Regions from separate parts of the Mus musculus genome. Here all the other regions are linked to region 1. A link is a contact called in public HiCAR-type and HiChIP or PLAC-seq data. All regions are on one chromosome and are shown on one strand. The core of a region is the stretch at or near the end of the contact, and the rest is flanking DNA. Distances in the headings are between cores, read along the strand shown.

The links. HiCAR-type assays count read pairs that join an accessible place to other places. HiChIP or PLAC-seq counts read pairs in DNA pulled down with a chosen protein or histone mark.
Region 2: an H3K27ac HiChIP or PLAC-seq map of stem cell-derived neural progenitor cells shows a contact between it and region 1, with 10 times the contacts expected there. The contact joins two enhancer-like sites. A contact is called at or near these places in 4 of 115 datasets of contacts at active chromatin or transcription factors (embryonic forebrain, forebrain, large pre-B cells and 1 more).
Region 3: a contact with region 1 is called in a HiCAR-type map of astrocytes, with 5 times the contacts expected there. The contact joins the promoter of Ints13 here to the enhancer-like site in region 1. A contact is called at or near these places in 1 of 39 promoter capture datasets (neural stem cells), 4 of 484 Hi-C or Micro-C datasets (B cells, embryonic stem cells, nephron progenitors and 1 more), 1 of 115 datasets of contacts at active chromatin or transcription factors (astrocytes) and 2 of 9 other capture datasets (adipose tissue and liver).

What each region holds. Positions count from the first base shown.
Region 1 is chr6:145,339,463-145,342,162 of GRCm38.p6, reverse strand. No RefSeq gene overlaps it. Among named protein-coding and RNA genes, the nearest start is that of Gm38926, 7.6 kb to the left of the region's middle. Within about 2 kb of position 1,307, at least 422 of the 459 cell types and tissues checked have an H3K27ac peak or open chromatin away from gene starts, as enhancers often do. A contact at or near this core is called in B cells, adipose tissue, astrocytes and 4 more, where this site is marked.
Region 2 is chr6:146,396,534-146,399,233 of GRCm38.p6, reverse strand. Itpr2 (inositol 1,4,5-triphosphate receptor 2) reads left to right here. Exons shown (of 57, transcript NM_019923.4): 11 at 2,170-2,321. Among named protein-coding and RNA genes, the nearest start is that of Itpr2, 100 kb to the left of the region's middle. Within about 2 kb of position 1,278, at least 35 of the 459 cell types and tissues checked have an H3K27ac peak or open chromatin away from gene starts, as enhancers often do.
Region 3 is chr6:146,576,482-146,579,181 of GRCm38.p6, reverse strand. It overlaps Ints13 (integrator complex subunit 13), which reads left to right and starts at 1,347. Exons shown (of 18, transcript NM_138757.2): 1 at 1,347-1,881. Fgfr1op2 (FGFR1 oncogene partner 2) reads right to left here and starts at 1,271. Exons shown (of 7, transcript NM_026218.2): 1 at 974-1,271.

The DNA.
Region 1 (2,700 bases), core at 58-2,557:
ATTGTATGATTTCATTTACTTGAGAGTAACCAAAAAAATGGCATCTGTGATTTCACCTAACAGCATCCTGAAGCTCTGGCAGCTCGCCCTGAGAGTCCTGATACCAGCCTGCCCCATCTTTGTCTATGGGTATCTGTGATGGTGAAGCATTTGCCAGCAGAGGGAGCTCTTTTGCTAGAATCCAAAGCGCTTACTTGTCTCTCTGTCTCTGTCTCTCTCTCTTAGGAAAAAAAAAAAAAAACTGCAAACTACGAAGCAGTCCGCTTTGAGGCATTGTCTTCACTGTTACATGAAGTCGCTGAATGAGCTCTGGGTTATTTAGGACTACACAGATGTCACGGGAGAACGTCGATTAATATAATTTAGTAAGATGTTTGTGGCTTGTGCTTTTTGTCTGACTACTTCGCACAACCTGACAGACCCTCCTGGATGTGCCGCGCCTGCTTTCAGGACCTGGCTTTTTAACCCCCGGCTGGAGGGAGACACTGTTTTTTGCTTTTTAAATTCGGCTTGGGTGTTTGTTTGCAAATAGGATCTCACTACGTGGCTTTCAATCCTCCTGCCTCAGCTCCACCGCACCCGGATGCAGTTTAAATTTGGTTCTAAACCGGGAGACATCGTAAGTCCTGCATCTCCGAGCCCTGCTGGCTTTCTTCTCCAGCTCGCTGCGTCTTACAGCGACCACAGCACGCAGTCTGTTTTGAGCATCGGAGTGGCCAGTCATCTCACAGAACCGTGGCGGGTCAGCTCTCACGTGGTTTAAATTTAGCCGCTAGGAGCCACCCGCAGCATCTGCTCCCGGGTCTCCTTGAAAACTTTTCGTAGAAAGCAAAAAGATCCAGTGTCAATCGGCGGGCAGAGCTGATGTTCCCTGAAGGCGAAGGACGTCCTACTGGACCACCACCTGCCCCATTTTATTTCATTAAAAATATATGCATGTGTATATATGTGTATGTATGTATATGTATATATATGTGTGTGTGTATACACACACACATACATATGTGTATGTGTGTATATATATTCATATATATGTATATATGTATAGTTTTCTCTCCACATTTTTACATAGCCCAGGCCAGCCTGGAACTCAAGGCAATCCTCCTGTCTCAGCCTCTGCGAGGCAGGGATGACGGACACATGCCAACCCACCCCGCCCTACTTCAGACCTGGCGGTCGGCAGGTCCGGCGACTCCGCCCACTGTCTTGCCGGGGAGGGGCAGGCGCGCTCCCGTCCAGGTCGCGGCACGGTTGTGTCAGCCCCTATGCAAATGAGATACCCAGAGCGGCCAATCGGAAGCCGGCGGGGCGGTGACGTGCTCTCAGAGCCCGGTGGTATTTATAGCTCGTATTTAAAGAGCCCTGGGGAGTCTCCCGCTCGCTGGGCGGCGGCGCGGAGCTGCGCGGTGGCGGGTGTCGAGGGGGGGAGGGGGCTGGGCCCGGACGGAGAGTGCAGAGTGCAATGGTCTCGCCCCGCTCCTAATGGTCCTTGCCTGGGCTCCTGGACAGAGGGAGAGCTCTGTCACTTGAACAATTAATGTTTCTTCCTTTCCCTTTTCTTCCTTCCTTCCTTTCTCTTTTTTTTAGCTCTTTGGACAGAATCTAACTCTAACCTAAGCTGAACTGTAGACCACTGTATAACACAAGCTGGTCTGTCCACGAACTCTCAGCGAAACTCCTGCCTCAAGTCTGAGTTTGCAGACCGATGTTGCAGTCGTGCACCATCGCGCCCAGCTTGACTATACATACGAATTTACACATATATATGTATATTATATACTTTAAATCATTTTTTAAGCTAGGGATTTGGACTCTCAAGCAAGAGCAGAAGATTCACTCCGACCCCACCCCAAGCCTCAGTCGGAGTCACCACCAGTAGTGGGGTTTCCTGGTACTTGCTGCTTGGAAGCCGTCTTCCTGGAGGGGGGGGGAGGGGAAGACAATACGAGCTGGAAAGCCAAGAGTCGTGGGATTAGGGGGCGGGGCAGTTGGCTAGGTGACAGTGTGATCATGGAAAATAAGATGCAAGATAGTGGCGGTGATCATCCCGTTTCAGTCGACTGATCGCCAGACTCTGCAGTGCGAAAGCAGGAAGCGCATGACATCAGAGGACGGAGGAGCCCTGAATAGGACCCGGTGTCTGCAAAGCTGGCTGGCTTCCTCTCTCCTCCTCCCCTATACCTCTATCTTATAGCAGAATTTGGTCTTGACGGTGAGCTCAGGCACTGGGTGCTGCCCTAGGGAGACACTGACCAAGTTTAGTATGCCTGGGTGCCTGTTCACCTGAGTGTATAATGACACAGACCTCAGATTCGTTTAAGGACAATCAGGCTGTTAGATGGGTTTGTAGAAAGGAGCTAACCTAAAGTGCTATGATTACCACCCTAACCTAACGAACAGATGGCGAATGGGGAGACCCTCACTAGTATGCAGGACACAAAGGCTTCTCAGCTACCTCCACAAATACAGTTCTCAGTAAGCCAAGATTGGGTTGTTACCCACCAAAGGGTCTGGGGTGTGCCTGGTCCCTTCTTGTTTTTTTGTTTGTTTGACTGTCTGTCTGTTTGGTTTTTGTTGTTGTTGTTGTTATTGTTCTTCCTTAGAAAGGTGTGCTTGACATAGATCTCTACAGACCAGGCTGACCTGAAGCTGTGTAGCCCAGGTTGGTCTCACACTCGGAGCAGATCCAGTGCAGGATTT
Region 2 (2,700 bases), core at 29-2,528, 1.1 Mb before region 1:
AAAGCTGGGTTATACTAAGTGGAGGAGAGCTCAGTCAGCAAACTGTGACACAATGCATTCCTTTTAGTGATACAGTACTTTTCCAAGAACACTGCAACTTCTTTTCTACACCAGACTGTTGCAATCTGGCTCTCCTTTTGTGTAACTCAGAAAAGCTGGTCTCCCTGAGCTCAGTAGTATTTTGATTATAGCATCTCCTGTCTACATAAGCCCCTTATGGCCTACTGTCCTTTGAATGTCCTGCCTGTGTTGGAAACTTGATCGTCAATGTCACAGTGGGGTGGGGCTCTCTGGGAGAAGTGGGCATGAGGAGTCAGTGATGGAGAGACCTCACTCCCGGATTCCTGGGCTAGTGTGTTAGCGTGGCTTGTTGCAGAACCAGGCTGGGGCTTGGTGGTTCTGGCTCATGGGGTGGTAGTCTCCATGTCACAATGTAGCACCAAGGCCCTCAGAGCTGACACCTCCGTGTGCTTAGCCCCCTGCTTCCAGAATCGAGACCTAAGAAATTACCAGGTCTGTGGGGCTCGGTTGCAACAGCAGCAAGTGGACTGAGATATTGCTGGATCTCACTGCCTAGTGTCCAGGAAGATCGTTTAGGAGCTGGCTTTTCAGCTCTGTGCTCTTACATTCTTGGTCACCTCCTCTAAAGGAACAGTGCTCGACGTATCTGTGATTCTCTTGGTGTCAATAGACTTGTAGAATCCACAAGCTCTGCTAACAGCTTGTTGCCCCAGCTTGAGTATGCTCGATTCTCTGAAAGTTTTTATGTCCCTAAGGATGTAACTGAAAACAAACTTCCTATCCCTGCCCCACACTCCTTTCCCTTGAGACAGGGTTTCTCTGTAAAACTCTTCTGTTCTGGAATTCATTTTGGAGGAGAGGCTACCAGGTTGGCCTAGAACTCACAGAGATCCCCCTGCTTCTGCGTCTCAAGTATTGGGACCCCCCCCCCCCACTCTGACTTAGTCTCCTTCTGCCACCTTCTTCACCATAATCAGTGCTGTCTTTAACATCAGAGCTTATGGCAGCCTCTGTCTTTGAGAGGGAACTCCAGTTGGGAGCGGCTGCTCATGGTCTTAACTCCAGATTTGGCAGGCTGAAGCAGGAAGGCTGCTGTGAGTCTGAGGCCAGCCTGGGCTGCTTAGGGAGACCCTGTCTAAAAAGAAGGAAGGAAGGAGAAAGGGAGGGAAGTGTTTTATGTTGCACAAGTTCTTCCTTTGGTTCTTTACAAGAGGGTCACGTGCCCCTCCATCCCCTGCCCCCCCCCCCAACCTTCCTGCCTCTGTTACTGGCAGTCAGTGCTGTGGTTTCACAGTCTGGAGCCTCCAGAGAAAGCTGCTGCTCTGCCATTCACAGTTGACTGAAACTGCACGTTCTTTTTGTGGGCCAATGAATCTACATCCTTTAACTCACTTTCTTCCTCCCTTCCTCCTTTCCTTCCTTCCTATTGTCTGTAGTTTGTCCATCCGTCCGTCTGTCTGTCTGCCTTTGGCTTTTCCATGAATGGCTTTTTGACTAGTCTTCAGCCAGCCTGGGGTGCAGGTCTCTTTGTGAGGTGGGGATTGCATTTGTGCACTTGAACGTGACCCTGCATCTTTCTCACATCATCATGCCCACAGGAAGAATCCCCAGGCCATGTGTTTTCACAATACTTTACATCCCACCCACAGGATACAAGGGTTCCCTTGCTCTGACCTTTGGCCATTTATCTCTGGACTTAGGTCATCATGTCCCTAGCCTGGGAGGCTGTCTGCTTTGCTGTGGTTTTGATTTACCTCCCCCCCCCCACACACACATAACTGAGCATGTTTTCCTATAGTCACTGGTCATTTGTATGTCTTCTTGAGTCCGTGGCATTTAGAGAGTTCTGGTGACTTAAATGTGGAGGATCAAATCCTTATGTTGTAAATTGGTATACAGCCACCAGAGAAGGAGCCATAACTGCTGTGCCCAAGGGCATGCTCAGATTAGACTACCCCTCCCGGGAACATAGGCTGTACAACTGCCCATAATCATTACAAAGGCTGTGAGCCCTGGTCTTCTGAAGGGTGATTCAGGATAGACACTCCTGTAACCCAGTGAAGGAACGGTGAGCAAGCTCACACCTTATGTCCCTATTAGCTGGAGCAGTTAACACTAAATGTGAATAACCTTGGACCTCTTCCACAGAAAGACGGGGAGATTCCAACACCAAAGAAAAAACGCCAGGCAGGGGAGAAGATCATGTACACCCTGGTTTCAGTCCCACACGGAAATGACATCGCGTCCCTTTTTGAACTTGATGCCACAACTCTGCAGAGAGCCGACTGCCTGGTTCCGAGGTAAAAAGAAATACAAAATAAAAAAATAAATAAACAAATGAGTAAAAAGTTAGGCTGAGCAGATGTTTCTTTGAATAGTTTCCCCAACAAGTAAGGAATGAAAAGTGTAATATTGATACAAGTTTCACAGTAGAAGAGACCATGAGTGAAGGAAATGCTCGAAAAATGTTCTGAGTCTAAGGTGAACATGCTAACGTAGCTTATTTTATTCATATAAATAATTAAAATGAAAGGAGTTCTGAAAAATTTATTAGAATCATTTATTCACTTGAACCGCCTTTGGTCACAGTAATGAAAGGTAATCTAATAGCATTTAAAAATCTAAATTTTGTTTCCTTCGGTGTCAGATTCCCACTTGGCTCATTTCCTTGTTCATCTT
Region 3 (2,700 bases), core at 98-2,597, 1.2 Mb before region 1:
AGCTGGCAGGAGAGACAGGTAATTGAACAAATAATACATCCTAATGAATACTGCAAAACTATGTCAAGAGCTATCCGAGTTCATTGTACTGTCAATGTCACCGGAGGGAGTCTAAAAAGAATCATCTATGAATTGGGTTTTGATAGATGATAAGACAGAAGGAAAAGCAAGCATTCTAGCAGACTATATGGACTCACATGGCACAGTGTTTGGAAAGGAATTAGGGGTGGCAATAAGATGACACTGAAAAGGTAAAATATGATGAGATAGGATGGTAAAAAACCCTGATGAATCGATATGCTTAAATTAGAACTTGAAAAAGTTTCAGGCGAATACATGTCACAGTAAGTATGGAAGGCTGAGGCGGGGACACCGGTTTGGGGTGGAGGAAGGGCAACTGTAACAGTCACAGTGAAAGAAGCAAAAAAACCTGGTGCAGTGTGAGTGGAATACAGAACGTAGGCAGTTCTGAGGTCCGTGTTCTGGAAAGGAGGACGGGAAGAAAAGAGAGTCCTCACTCTTGAGGAGCAGACACAGATGCTGGTAGCAATATAAAAAGCATGTGTCTTTCAAAGAAAACCTTAGAATGGGATAAAGAAAGAATGCGTGCAGACCACACACACCAATAAGCATCCTGTCCACACACATCACTCTGAAAGCAGAGAACTGCACTGTTCTTGAAAATGGTGGAATGCACACACTTGGAGCTTCTGAAACATTTGTCTGGAGAAAACCAGTTTTTCAACTTGAAACCGAATTTGGAAGGCCGCTGAGGGACTCAAACGATCCCAGCAGCTCCCTCAGGACCGTGGCTAAGTCCCAGGCGCAAACGCGGTCAAGTGTGCTGAGGTAAACTCAACAGTGACAAGTCCCTCAGGCCACCGCCCACGGAGCTCCCGAGTGGCAGGAAGGGGAACCCGGAAGGGGTGTCCCGCGGCGTGCAGGCCCAGGGTTTTCAGGGAACTTTCCGTACCTCAGTTCCCGGCAGGACCTCAGGGAGAGCACGGAGAGAGGAAGCCCGGCTCAGAGGCTCGCCCACGCGTGTAGTTATTCCACTGCGCTTCAGTCCCCCTGGGGCGACGACCACCCGCGAGGTGGAGTGCCCACGGAGTGGTCTCCGCGCCCTCGCTGCGCCTGCTCAGCGAGCGGACGCACAGTCCTGCTCACACAGCGGCGGGACGTACGGGAAACCCACTCGTCTCGGCCCCATCCCGGGCGGACCAGAACCTCCGCGACCCGCAGCCGCTGAGCGACAAGCCTCGCGAGACTTCCCTCTGCTGGTTCCCGAAGGCCCCACCCCCGGTAAACGGCTGGCCGTTGATTGGAGAACGGGGAGGGGGCGGGGCTTCTCTCCTCGCCCCCCTCTCAAGGTTTTGCTCTGCCGCTCGCACACTCTCGCGTGTTTTCCGAGGGGCTACCGGCCCGGACTGGAGGCGGAGAGGGGAGGTTGGGTGGGTAGGCTCTGCCTGTCCAGAGCCGAGGCTGGCTTGTCCCGGCCGTGGCTTAGTACTTTGTGGGGGGATCTCTCGGGTCGTCCTGACCGTTCTTCCCTACGGTTGATTGGGAACAAATGTTAAAGGCTTTTTTTTTCCCCTCACTTGCTCCGCCCTCTTCCGGTTCGGCCTCTGGTGGCTTCTAAGGAGAAGGGAAGATGGCGGGGCTGTGCGAGAGCGCCGTGCGCACGCGCGAGTCCGAGTGCGCTCTTGTGCTTGCACGCGCATGCGCGCGCCCCTGCGTTTAAGCAGCCGGAGTGTTGGGAGATGAGCCGGGCAGTCAGTCTTCTGCGGGTTGTACCAGACCGACTGTGCGCCGACTCCCCACCCACCCTCGTCCGCCTTCTCTCTCAGCCTCCGTTCATTCACTGCAGGACCAGGCACGAAAGTAAGCGAACCTCGATGCCGAGGTCTTCCCCATCCACTCACCTCGTTCGCCGCCCCCCACCCCCCTTGCAGTCAGGTGTGTGCAGAAGGTTTGCAGACAGGGACTTTGGCGGGGAGGGGCGGTGCGTTCCAGAGCAGCAGGAGGTAATAGCGGGACCCTAAGGTGGTTTGTTACCTTGAACACTTGCTGTTTCCCAGGTGCTTTAGAATGTAGGTTTAAAAAAAAAATTTTTTTTTTTTTGGTCTGTAAAATTTTAGGAGCGAAGCAGGGCAGTGCACCACATGTTCTGTGTTTATAAGAAAAAGTTTTAGAAGTGTTTTCTCTTCGCCAGCATGGGATAGCATCTGCTTGTTGTGGTCTACGTGGTGAATTACTGTAGTGTATTGCAAGTGGAGGGAGAGGATGAGTTTGAAGCCATAGAAAGACGCAATATGCAGTTACCGTAGGAGATGTGTGTCTATTTTGGGTTGTACTTTTGCTGTCAGTCTTTTCCTGTTGATTTCCCTTAGCCCCTAACAAGGATCACCATAAATACATTTGAGGAATTAGATCTGTGATTTGTAGGCATAAGAATCAAATACAATGTGCACAGATGTTTTCTTCTATTTTAAGTGCTTTGTAAAAGAAAAAAAGAAGTATGAACTAACTTCATTTGGTAGATAGACTGCATGGTATGATGTGGCATATTCTTTGAACTGGCACCATTACTTTGGCCTTTTTTGCACAAAATTCTCAGAACTTAGGATCCGTATCAAATCTTGAAAACACACTTAAGTGAGAAATCATTTATGATAAATGTTATGTGTCATCGTTTTGACT